Linked DNA regions of Sus scrofa: region 1 is linked to region 2. A link is a contact called in public HiChIP or PLAC-seq data. All regions are on one chromosome and are shown on one strand. The core of a region is the stretch at or near the end of the contact, and the rest is flanking DNA. Distances in the headings are between cores, read along the strand shown.

Evidence for each region. HiChIP or PLAC-seq counts read pairs in DNA pulled down with a chosen protein or histone mark.
Region 1: an H3K27ac HiChIP or PLAC-seq map of alveolar macrophages shows a contact between it and region 2. The contact joins the promoter of CYP3A29 here to the promoter of CYP3A22 in region 2. A contact is called at or near these places in 1 of 5 promoter capture datasets (liver), 24 of 47 Hi-C or Micro-C datasets (adipose tissue, alveolar macrophages, blood and 11 more) and 2 of 2 datasets of contacts at active chromatin or transcription factors (alveolar macrophages and skeletal muscle).

What each region holds. Positions count from the first base shown.
Region 1 is chr3:6,735,192-6,740,249 of Sscrofa11.1, forward strand. It overlaps CYP3A29 (cytochrome P450 3A29), which reads left to right and starts at 3,311. Exons shown (of 15, transcript NM_214423.1): 1 at 3,311-3,444. The coding sequence starts at 3,374.
Region 2 is chr3:6,624,850-6,629,844 of Sscrofa11.1, forward strand. CYP3A22 (cytochrome P450, subfamily IIIA, polypeptide 22) reads left to right here and starts at 2,011. Exons shown (of 14, transcript NM_001195509.1): 1 at 2,011-2,160. The coding sequence starts at 2,090.

The sequences.
Region 1 (5,058 bases), core at 2,061-4,560, 110 kb after region 2:
CCCGAGCCTAATGCTTCCTTCAGTGTTATTTGATTTTCAACTTTGACCGCTTGATAAAGACTGAGAAAGAAGATAAGCCATTTACAGCTGATGGAGGACTCTGAGTTTTTAATCTATATGATTACTTTAATTTGGTTGTTCTATAATTAACTGTATTTGTCTCTATCTTCAACCTGAATATTGTCTGGGTCTTAGTCATATCTCCACCCTAAGCATTTAAAACAGAGCTTTGAAAATACATGCTGACCAATCACAAATATTATTTTATATAGGTACAAGATAAGAGCAAAATTATATTTACTCATTTTGATACATGATATTGAATATTAGTACAAACTAAGAATTTACATTTTTTTGTTAAAGTACAAGATGAGCCCCTTAGTACACAAATGAGAAAGTGAGATACATGGGGGCTGGGTGCCCTTCAGGCACAAATGTCTTCCTTCACAACCTCAGCACATCAGACTTTTCAAGTTAGTTGTTCTCTGCTGTGGAATGAAGGGGCCCCAAAACCATGTCCTCTGTAATTTCCCCTTGCAGATCAAGGCCATTTCACTGGTTAGAAGATGGTACTGGCTAGATTTTCGTCTCAAACCATGAAGAGCCTTTCTCCACTGAGTTAGATTCCAACCGACTGGACCAGGCCCTGAGGCAAATAGGGCAGCAAATGGTTCCATTAGCTTAGAGAGAAAACCATTGTAGCAGAGTATGTGTTTTGGAGGAAGATGAATGCATACAGTTTCCTCAACGGTTTTGTTTCCAAGAAGAATAAGAAAGGCTTTTAATTTGAGTGAATTAAGTTGTCAGTAGTTATCAGGTGACACCCTCATCTTCCATGCTGGATGTATTTTGTATATCTCTGAGTCAGGAATAGAGAGTTGAATCCTACCCAAGACCCACAGCAGCCTCATGACCTGCACCTGTCTTGGTTCTTCCTGTGATGAGAAGGAGTCTGTGGTTTGAGAAACACATGGGGAGCCCCTGGGCAGGGGTAACCACGGAGACAGGAACCCACATTCTAAGCAGTTTGCTGTTGCAGGCTTGGTTCTCCCTATTTCCCATAGCGACCTTCATCATGAAATGGCACACACTGAATACCAGCATTTCAGAGCAGCAGAAGACTTGCCAATCATTCTTCATATTAGCTTATTTATAACATGTTTTGATCCACAGCTGTTGGGAAGCTGTTGGGAAGCACGACACACACCCCAGAAAATCAAAGAGGGCAAGTGACAGAGCTGGGACTCACTGCATGCTACCAATGAGCCTCAGTTTCTACATGATTCTACTTCATGGTGCCCAGAGGAGGTACGAAAAGGGGACAGAAACACATGAGAATGCCTAGGACTTTCTATCCTACTTTGCCTCGGGATCATCTTTGAGCTTCCAAATTCTGTCCTTTGTTGATATTCCACCTTGCACCTTCTTCTCTCCTGGTTACCTCTCTTTAGGGCTCCACTTCCCAGAGATTCCAGAGGTGTGCCCCACTCTGGGCCTGGCTGTATGTCTCACTGCCTCCATGGGGAGGCTGCTCCCAAGGGAGGGGACTGTATGGCTTATAGCCCACAGCCCAGCACAGGACCTGGACCTGACAGTCACCCACTTGGCTTTGAATCAATGCACAGAGGAATAGGTATACTCACACATTACAATTTCCAGTGGCAGCTCTGGATTTTAAGAGGTGCCTCCTGGAGAAAGCCTGAACCCAAAGATGACAAATGATGATGGTAGAAATTTCATGCTGCACGACACATTCCCCAGAAAATCAAAGAGGGCAAGTGACAGAGCTGGGACTCACTGCATGCTACCAATGAGCCACTCACCCACTCAGGTCAGTGTGAGGCAGCTCTGGGGACTTTCGGGCCAGAAGAACTGAAAGTGAAAAAGGATAAAGAGAGAGAGAAGTGCACAAGGGCCGCTTAAATGTCTTCCATTTCCGTTGAGGTTTAAGAACATCAGAGGTTTGGTTTTTACATCGTCCATGGTTCTCTGCCAAACAGATGCAAAACTTGGTTCAGAGGGAGACTAATGAGCTGGATGAATTTCTCTCCCATCAGGTGTATGGCAGTGTCTCCCAGGTGACACCCAACTTCTAGCTGTCTATAGGACTCCTCCTACCAGCTGCATTAAAGAAAAATCCCTACTGGTCAAAGAGTGGGGCATCCAATCTGATGCCCTTTGCCCTGGATGAAAATATCATGCCAACATTTTTGAGACCTTTGTGCTGTATGAGCTACATCTCGGTGGATAAGGAGGTTGGGGTCCACTTGGCCATTGGGTTTCTTTCCTGCGTCACACCCTTCACACCCATTGTTTGAGAAGTGGTGGTCTTCCTATAGAGAGAGGTCCTTTCTTGTTTCACTTCTGTCTGACTCACTGTCTACTGCAAGACTCTCTCAGTGGGATAGAAATCAGCCCAAATTAATGTTTTTGGTATAGCTATCACCATCTCCTCCAAGTCCTGCATCTCTTTCTGGAGCCCTCTTGTCAATAGAATGCTGATGGATAATCTAGAATGTCCAGTGATGGTGGCCAAGGCCCACCAGGCCCTCTGTTGCATTAACTATCCAGGAATATGGTGTGGTCACCAAAGAGTCACAGGGAAAGGAAACACAGGGGCCCAGATTTCTCATGACGACCAATTCAAGTCTACCAACCTTTCTGATGCCCACCTCTGCTAGGTACCAAGGATGGAAGGGTGACTAATACTCAGACTGTGTCCACAACCTCGATCTGTAAGGGAACAGGTTTGGAAACAAACCAGGGTCCTGGAGGATAATAGAATTGTGCTCAGGCGGATAGGAATTGCCTAGAAGTGGAAGTGGTTATTCCTGGTAAAGGAAGCTGGTTAGGGATGACTCTAAGATAGACTATTCTTTCTGAGCTGAGATTTGAAGAATGAGAAGGTGCCTTATTGGGGAAGGAGGGGTATTTCTAGGCAGCGGAAACTGCATGGGTAAATATTTGTAGATATAGGTTGTCTGGAGGATTTCAAGTATTTTGGAGTGCAGGCAGCTTAAGGGAGACATGGCATTTTATAGGAGATTAATGGCTAGTGGTTTTATTTGAGTTCTGTAACCTTTGGACTTACTGATAACACTTATTGAGTTGTTATTGAATTCGCACAGAATATGAGTTCAAAGGAGGTCAAACTTGACTGTCCATGGTGCTTTGCCAACTATCAAGGGGGGGAGGGCTCCTGCAGGAAGAGCACTGGTGTTTTTTCACTGGCTGCAACCCCAGCTCCACCCACTTCCCAGCATATAAATCTTTCAGCCTCAGCGAGTCATCACTGGGTGTGAAAGCAGCAGGCAAAGCGCAGCACAACCAGCTAAAAGGAAAATCCGAGGAGAGAATCACGAGGACAGTGGCCATGGACCTGATCCCAGGCTTTTCCACAGAGACCTGGGTTCTCCTGGCTACCAGCCTGGTGCTCCTCTATCTGTGAGTAGCCGTCCAGACTTGTCTGCTCTGTAACCTTGGCCTTAGGTGTTAATCAGGTCTCCCTTTCCCTTTACTGATTTGAAGATCAGATTTAATGGAGGGAAGGGTGCTTAAGCTGTGGGTCCACAAACAGCAAAGGGAGTATTATTGATATTATTGACATTGACTCAGTCCCGTGGAAGGAGTAACCAACCTCCTGCCCCCAAGTGCCTATTTTCTGTAGTTGGCAGAGTTTAGTGACATTATTTGCTCCCAGGGAAGATCTTCTGGTGGACCACCCGTTTCCATGGACCAGAATCCACCAGAGGAAGATTTTAACCAATGGGTCCCTGTGCAGTGGGGGTACCCTTCCCTTCCCAAGCTCTGGGGGTCCTGGAGACATGAAGTCAACTGGGTTTTTGTCCCATTGTCTTCACCTTCTGGGTTCTGGGTCTGCTGCCAGAGATGTGTAGAGCAGCTGGCCCCTGTGTCACTCAGGGGTTCCTGGTCCCCTTTCTCCTACCCCAGGTGTCATTCACATAAGGCACCTGGTCACCCAGGGGCTGGAGACATTGCCCGTCTCTTAGACTCAGCTTCCCCCCCCACGCCATGCCCCCTCTTTGGCACTCATCTCTAAGAGTGCCATCCCCCACTCTTTCTATGCACAACTCTCTACCTCCCAAATCAGAAATCTGTAGAACAGAGGAGACTTGGCAGAAATCTGGATATTTTATTCATTTCTTTCACTTTTCCCTCCTATCTCTGGAAGGATTATCATTAACACAGAAACTTATTTTCCCTATGATATGAAATCTGCTCACGACCCATGCAAGTCCCAAACTCCAACTTGTATTATAATTATTTTTTCCCTTTAAGTACAGTACTAGACAAGGAATCACGGTCATCTAACAGTGTGGGATTCTTGACACCACAGAACAGGCTGGGAAAGGGATTACTTTAAAGGAGTGGGTAGGAAAGGCCCATCTCCATGTCACATTTGACTTCTATCTCAATTTCACTGTTATTAGAAAACAGCAAGAAGTCATGATGACATGAACTCTATAAATGTTTTAATTCTTGGAAAGTAACGATAGTGATTCAGGTATGTGCAACACGTTTTCTGTCTCCTGACATTTTAAAATTGATAGCTTTTAATTCATTCTTCATCATAGATTTGTTAATGATATAAGACAATTTCCCACATGTTCTTTCTAAAGGATAAAAGAGGTCTGCTTTCCAGTATTTTTGACCATAAAAGTTGGTAAATAAGCTCACACTTCTAGCATCATGTCAGGAAAATGAAATCTAGTATAAAAATGTATACTTCTGTGATATAGATTGTTTTAAATACACCTGCCAGCAGGTTATTTTAATCTCTCATGGGAGTTAAGTGTGCCTGGGAGCCAGTGATAATGGGGGAGGCATCCTGGGAGGGTCAGGATGCAGGGAAGAATAGTCCTCATTCCTCAGAGCAGACCTCCCAGAGATGATCGTCTGACCTGGTCCCACCAGAGGTCAGCAGAGTTGGCATCTCATCTGCTTGAAGCCTGGGGTGGGTCACCATCTAAGTCACATGATGTGTGGTCCATCTGGCCCTGGGGCTGTTATTAGGTAGTGTCAGTACCAGGCAAACGT
Region 2 (4,995 bases), core at 761-3,260:
TTTTCTGGGGATCATCTTTAGCTTCCTATCCCTGTCTTTGTGGGTTTTTCAACCTTGCAGCCCCGTCTCTCCTCGTTACTTCTCTGTAGGGCTCCATTTCCCTAGGGGTGTGTCCCACACTGGGCCTGGCTCTGTGTCTCACTCCCTCCACGGGAGGCTGCTCCCAAGGGAGGGGACTGTAGAGCTTATAGCCCGAAGCCCAGCACAGGACCTGCACCTGCGGGTCACCCACTTGGCCTTGAATCACTGCACAGATGAACAGATGTAGTCATGCATTTCCCTTATCAGGGACAGCTATGGCTTTTAGCTCCTGGAGAAAGTCTGAACCAAGAGATGGCAAATGATGATGACAGAAATTTCATGCTGCATGACACACTCCCAAGAAAATCAAAGAGGGCAAGTGACAGAGTCGGAACTCACTGCATGTTACCAATGAGCCATCCACCCACACAGGCCAGTGATGGGCAGCCCTGGGGACTTTCAGGCCAGAGGGAGAGAAAGAGTTAGCAGGAGAGTAGTATCGCTTTCTGCAGAAGGACTGAAAGTGAGAAAGGTGAAGAGAGAAGAAGGTACACAAACAGCTTAAATGTGTTATATTTCTGGTGAGTTTTAAGAACCTTTGAGGTTTTGTTTTTCACATAATCCATGGTTTCTCAGCCAAGAAGATACAGGGCATGGTTCAGGGTGCTGATAATGAGCCGATGTAATTTCTCAATGTTTAACCCTCATATCTCTCTCATCAGGAATTCAGCGGCGTGGGGGTGGGGCTCACAGGTGACATCAACTGCTACTATAGGCCTCTGCCTTATCAGCACCTCGTTACCCAATAAAAAATTCCTCACTTGCCAAAAAGCAGGAGGCCATCTGCTCTGACCCTGCCCCCCCTTTTCTCCGTAGAAAAACCTTCTGTGTACGTTTTGGAGTCCTGTGTGCTGTATGAACCATGTCACTGGTGGATAAGGAGAGAGGTGTCCACTTGGCCATTGGGCTGCCTTCCTCTTTTCAGTCTCCTTATACTCACTGATCTTGGATTGTGACTTTTCCAGGGAGAGGGGGCCATTTTTTGGTCTAGAATCTAACTTGCTAACTATTGCAGGACCCTCTGAGGGGTCAGCCTGAATTGCTACCCTTGGTGCAGCCATCACCATCTCCTCCACGTCCTGCCTCTCCCTCGGGGGCCTCCTGTCTACAGAATCCTGATGGATCGTCCTGACTGTGTAGAGAAAGTGGCCGAGGCCAAGCCAGGACCTCTTGTTGTATGAACAGCCCAGGAAGATGGCGTGGTCACTAAAGAGCCATAAGAAAAGGGGCCCCGCGGACTTACCCCATCAACACAAGTCCACCAACCTTTCTGGATGCCCACTCTGTAGAAAGCCCTGTGCTGGGCACCAGGGCAATAACTGTGACTAATACCCAGGCTGTGCCCAAGCTCTCCATCTGGTGAGGGGATGGAGGTGAGGAAACCAGCAGTGGTGCTGGAGGCAATGGACTTGTGTGCAGGGGACAGAAGACCCAGTGCAGGAAATGGTTCTCTCGGGTCAAGGAGGTTGGTTAGGAAGGACTCTGAACTCAGAAGGTTCTGTCAGAGCTGGGATTTGAAGGATAAGTAGGAACCTTATGGGGGTAACAAGGGCATTGCTGGGCAGAGGGAACCACAGGGGTAAAGATTTGTAGACCTAGCTCGTCTGAAAGATTTCAGGTATTTTGGACTTTATTTCTGTCAGTCATGGAGACAGGGCTGTTTAGGAAATTTAAGGTCAATGGCTTTATTTAAGTTTCGGTAACCTCATTGATGATATTGATTTGGTTGTTTATTGAATTCCTACAGAATATGAACTCTGGGGAGGACTAACTGGAGTGTCCATGAAGCTTTGCCAGCTCTCAAGGCAGGAGGGGCTCCAGCAGGTGGAGCACAGGGGGCTCTTCCATTGGCTGCAGCTCCAGCCCCACCTCCTTTCCCAGCACTTAAACCTCCAGCCCCAGTGACTCTCCAGTGGGCAGCAAGGGGACCTCTGCACTCTCAGAGGCAAAGAGCAGCACACACGGCTGAAGGGACGCTCAGAGGAGGGAACCCCAGAGGACGGTGGCCATGGACCTGATCCCAAGCTTTTCTGTGGAAACCTGGCTGCTTCTGGCTACCAGCCTGGTGCTCCTCTATCTGTGAGTAGCGGTCCAGGCTCATCTCCTCTGTAACCTTGGACTTGGTTACAGAGCAAATCTGCTCCCCTTTCCCTTCGCCATTTGAAGATCTAGGCAAGTGGAGGGGTAGCTGCTGAAGCTTTGGATGCTACAAAGACAAAGGGGTCCCCACTGATCTTAGCCAGGTCTGTCGAAGGGGTAACACCACCACCACCTCCACTCCATTCCTGCTACTGCAGTTAGAAGTGTTTGGCGATGTTATTTGCTCTTGGGGATGACCTTCTGATTGACTTTCGGTTTGCATGGACCTAGACTAACCAACCAGAATCCAGTAAAGCAGATTGAAAACAACTGGCCCCTGCGCCGTGGGGTACCCCCCCACTTTCCCACACCTGGGGATCCTGAGCAGGAAGAAGTAACCTAACTTGGGTTTTCGTTTCCTTTCAGCCTCTGGTTTCTGTATCTGCTGCAAGAGACCTGTAGAAAGATTGGCCCCTGTGTCACTCGTGGGTTCCTGCTCCCTCCCCTCCTTTCCCGGGGGTCACTTACATAAGGTGCCTGGTCCCCCAGACTTTGCGGAGGGCTGGAGACTCGCCCCTCTTGTCACACTCAGCCCTCTCCTGGCACTCTCTTTCTAAGACTCAGTCCCTCTGCCCTGCACTGTGCAGAACGTCTGCTCCAGAATGAGGAACCTTTAGCTCTGGGGAGACGTGGCAGAGACCTTGATGTCCTATTCGTTTCTCTCACCTTTCCCTCCGTCTCCGGAAGAGTTAGCGTCCGTGTATACACTTATTTCCCCTGTACTATGAAGTCTGCTAAGGCACAAGCCCCCCGTCCAATGTGGGTTCAAAGTGTTTTTTCTCTTTAAGTACAGCGCAGCAGGATGAATCTAAACCATCCAGCGGGAGAATCTCTTTCCATGGTGGGATTCCTGGTACCATGGCACTGGTCAGGAGAGGACTTACGTTCCAGTGGGTAGACATACCCCCTCCAAATCACATTGGACCTCAATTTCACTGTCACTGAGTATAGGAAATCATGATGATATGGACATGGTTAATATCAACCGTGTAGTTCCTTGAAAAAAAATACTAAGAGTTCAAGGTATTGCAGCAACCTTGATGATAGTGTAAAATTAATGGTTTAATTTCATTCTATTTAGTACCAGATTTCAAAAGTTGATATCAGTATTTCCAGCTCCTTTTTTTTTTTTTTTTTTTTTTTTTTTTTTTTTTGCTTTTTAGGGCTGCACCCATGGCACATGGATGCTCCCAGGCTAGGGGTCCAATCAGAGCTACAGCTGCCAGCCTACACCACAGCCACAGCAACACAGGATCTGAGCTGTGTCTGTGACCTACACCACAGCTCACGGCAATGCCAGATCCTTAGCCCACTGAGCGAGGCCAGGGATCAAACCTTGGAGTTCCTAGTCATATTTGTTTCTGCTGTGCCAGATGGGAACTCCAGCATTTTTTTTTCCCCTGAATGATGAAAGAGGGGTGTATTCAGAAGATGCAAAGGTATGTAAAAATAAATTCACCATTTAGGATAATGTCTGGAATATGAATCTATTGTACAGATATATACTTCTATGATATATATATTAAAATATACCTGCCAGCAGTTTATTTTAGTCTTCGGTGCAGGCGAGTAAGCGTGCCTGGGGGCCAGTGATGATGGGGAGGCATCCAGGGAGGGTCAGGATGGAGGCGAGAATATTCCTCATTCCTCAGAGCAGACCTCCCAGAGATGCTCATCTCACCTGGTCCCACAGGTCAGCAGGGTTGGCATCTCACCTGCTTGAAGCCTGACGATGGCAACATCCTCGAAGTCACACTGTGTGGTCTGGCACTGAGGCTGGAACGAGATGGTGTCAGCAGGCAAACACCACCATAGCCGCTGGTGCAGCCAAGAGTCAGTGGCTGCAGGCAGTGCTCTCCTGACGTCGACACGGTGTGAACACAATAAGAATGATTGGCTTTATGGTTGGGCCCTTCCTTTGTACTCAAAGCAGCTTTACTCTACCAAAAAATAGGAAGCTGGAAAAGGAACCCAAGAATTCAGCCAGCCCACCCTCGGCCTTGAAAGGAACCATGTGACTTTAGACATCAGACCAGATCTTTCCTTGGGGCCAGTTTTCTGTTACATTTGCTCAGTTGCTTGGCAAATTGCCCAGCCCCTCCCTCCCCCCTTTTTTGGTCAGTTGATGCCCACACCTCCACCAGCTGTTCTGGAGGAAAGGCAGAAACACCCAGCTGCGGTTGGCCAAGGTTCTTCTGTGGGCCCTTCCAACACCCGTCCTTCCATGTGATGTTGGGGTTTCTTTGATCATTTAAGATTGCTGTATTTTTCGTATGGAAAGTCTGAACCTGTACTACCTTAAAGACTAACCTCCAAAGAAGAAGAGCCAGGGTCCTAACCCAGCATTCTGGAACATTTTATGTCATAACACTGCTTCTTTCGGTATCCACAGGCTAATAATACCTGAAGTTTGGGGGGGGGGCATATCTTTTAGCTGAAATCACCTGTAGGGATATTGAGCCTTTATACAGAGCATCCCTTTCAGCCGTGCCGCCCTAATTGGCATCCACAGAGTTGGCCTTGGAGGATTAGCAGCTTCATGGCTGAAATGGTTTCTTCAGCCTCTCTTCTCCACTCTCATCTCCGAGTAACATCAGAGGGAGCAGGCTTGCAAAGATCCAGAACCTCGAATTGTGCGACATGGCACCCATAATACATGCAGGATGACCTGCAAGCCCTCGAGTCGTGGGAAGCAGCAGCCCTAATGGATTTTTGACATAGGTGACAACAGAGGCAGTACACTAATTGCTTTATGACTGATAAAGTTGAAAAAAA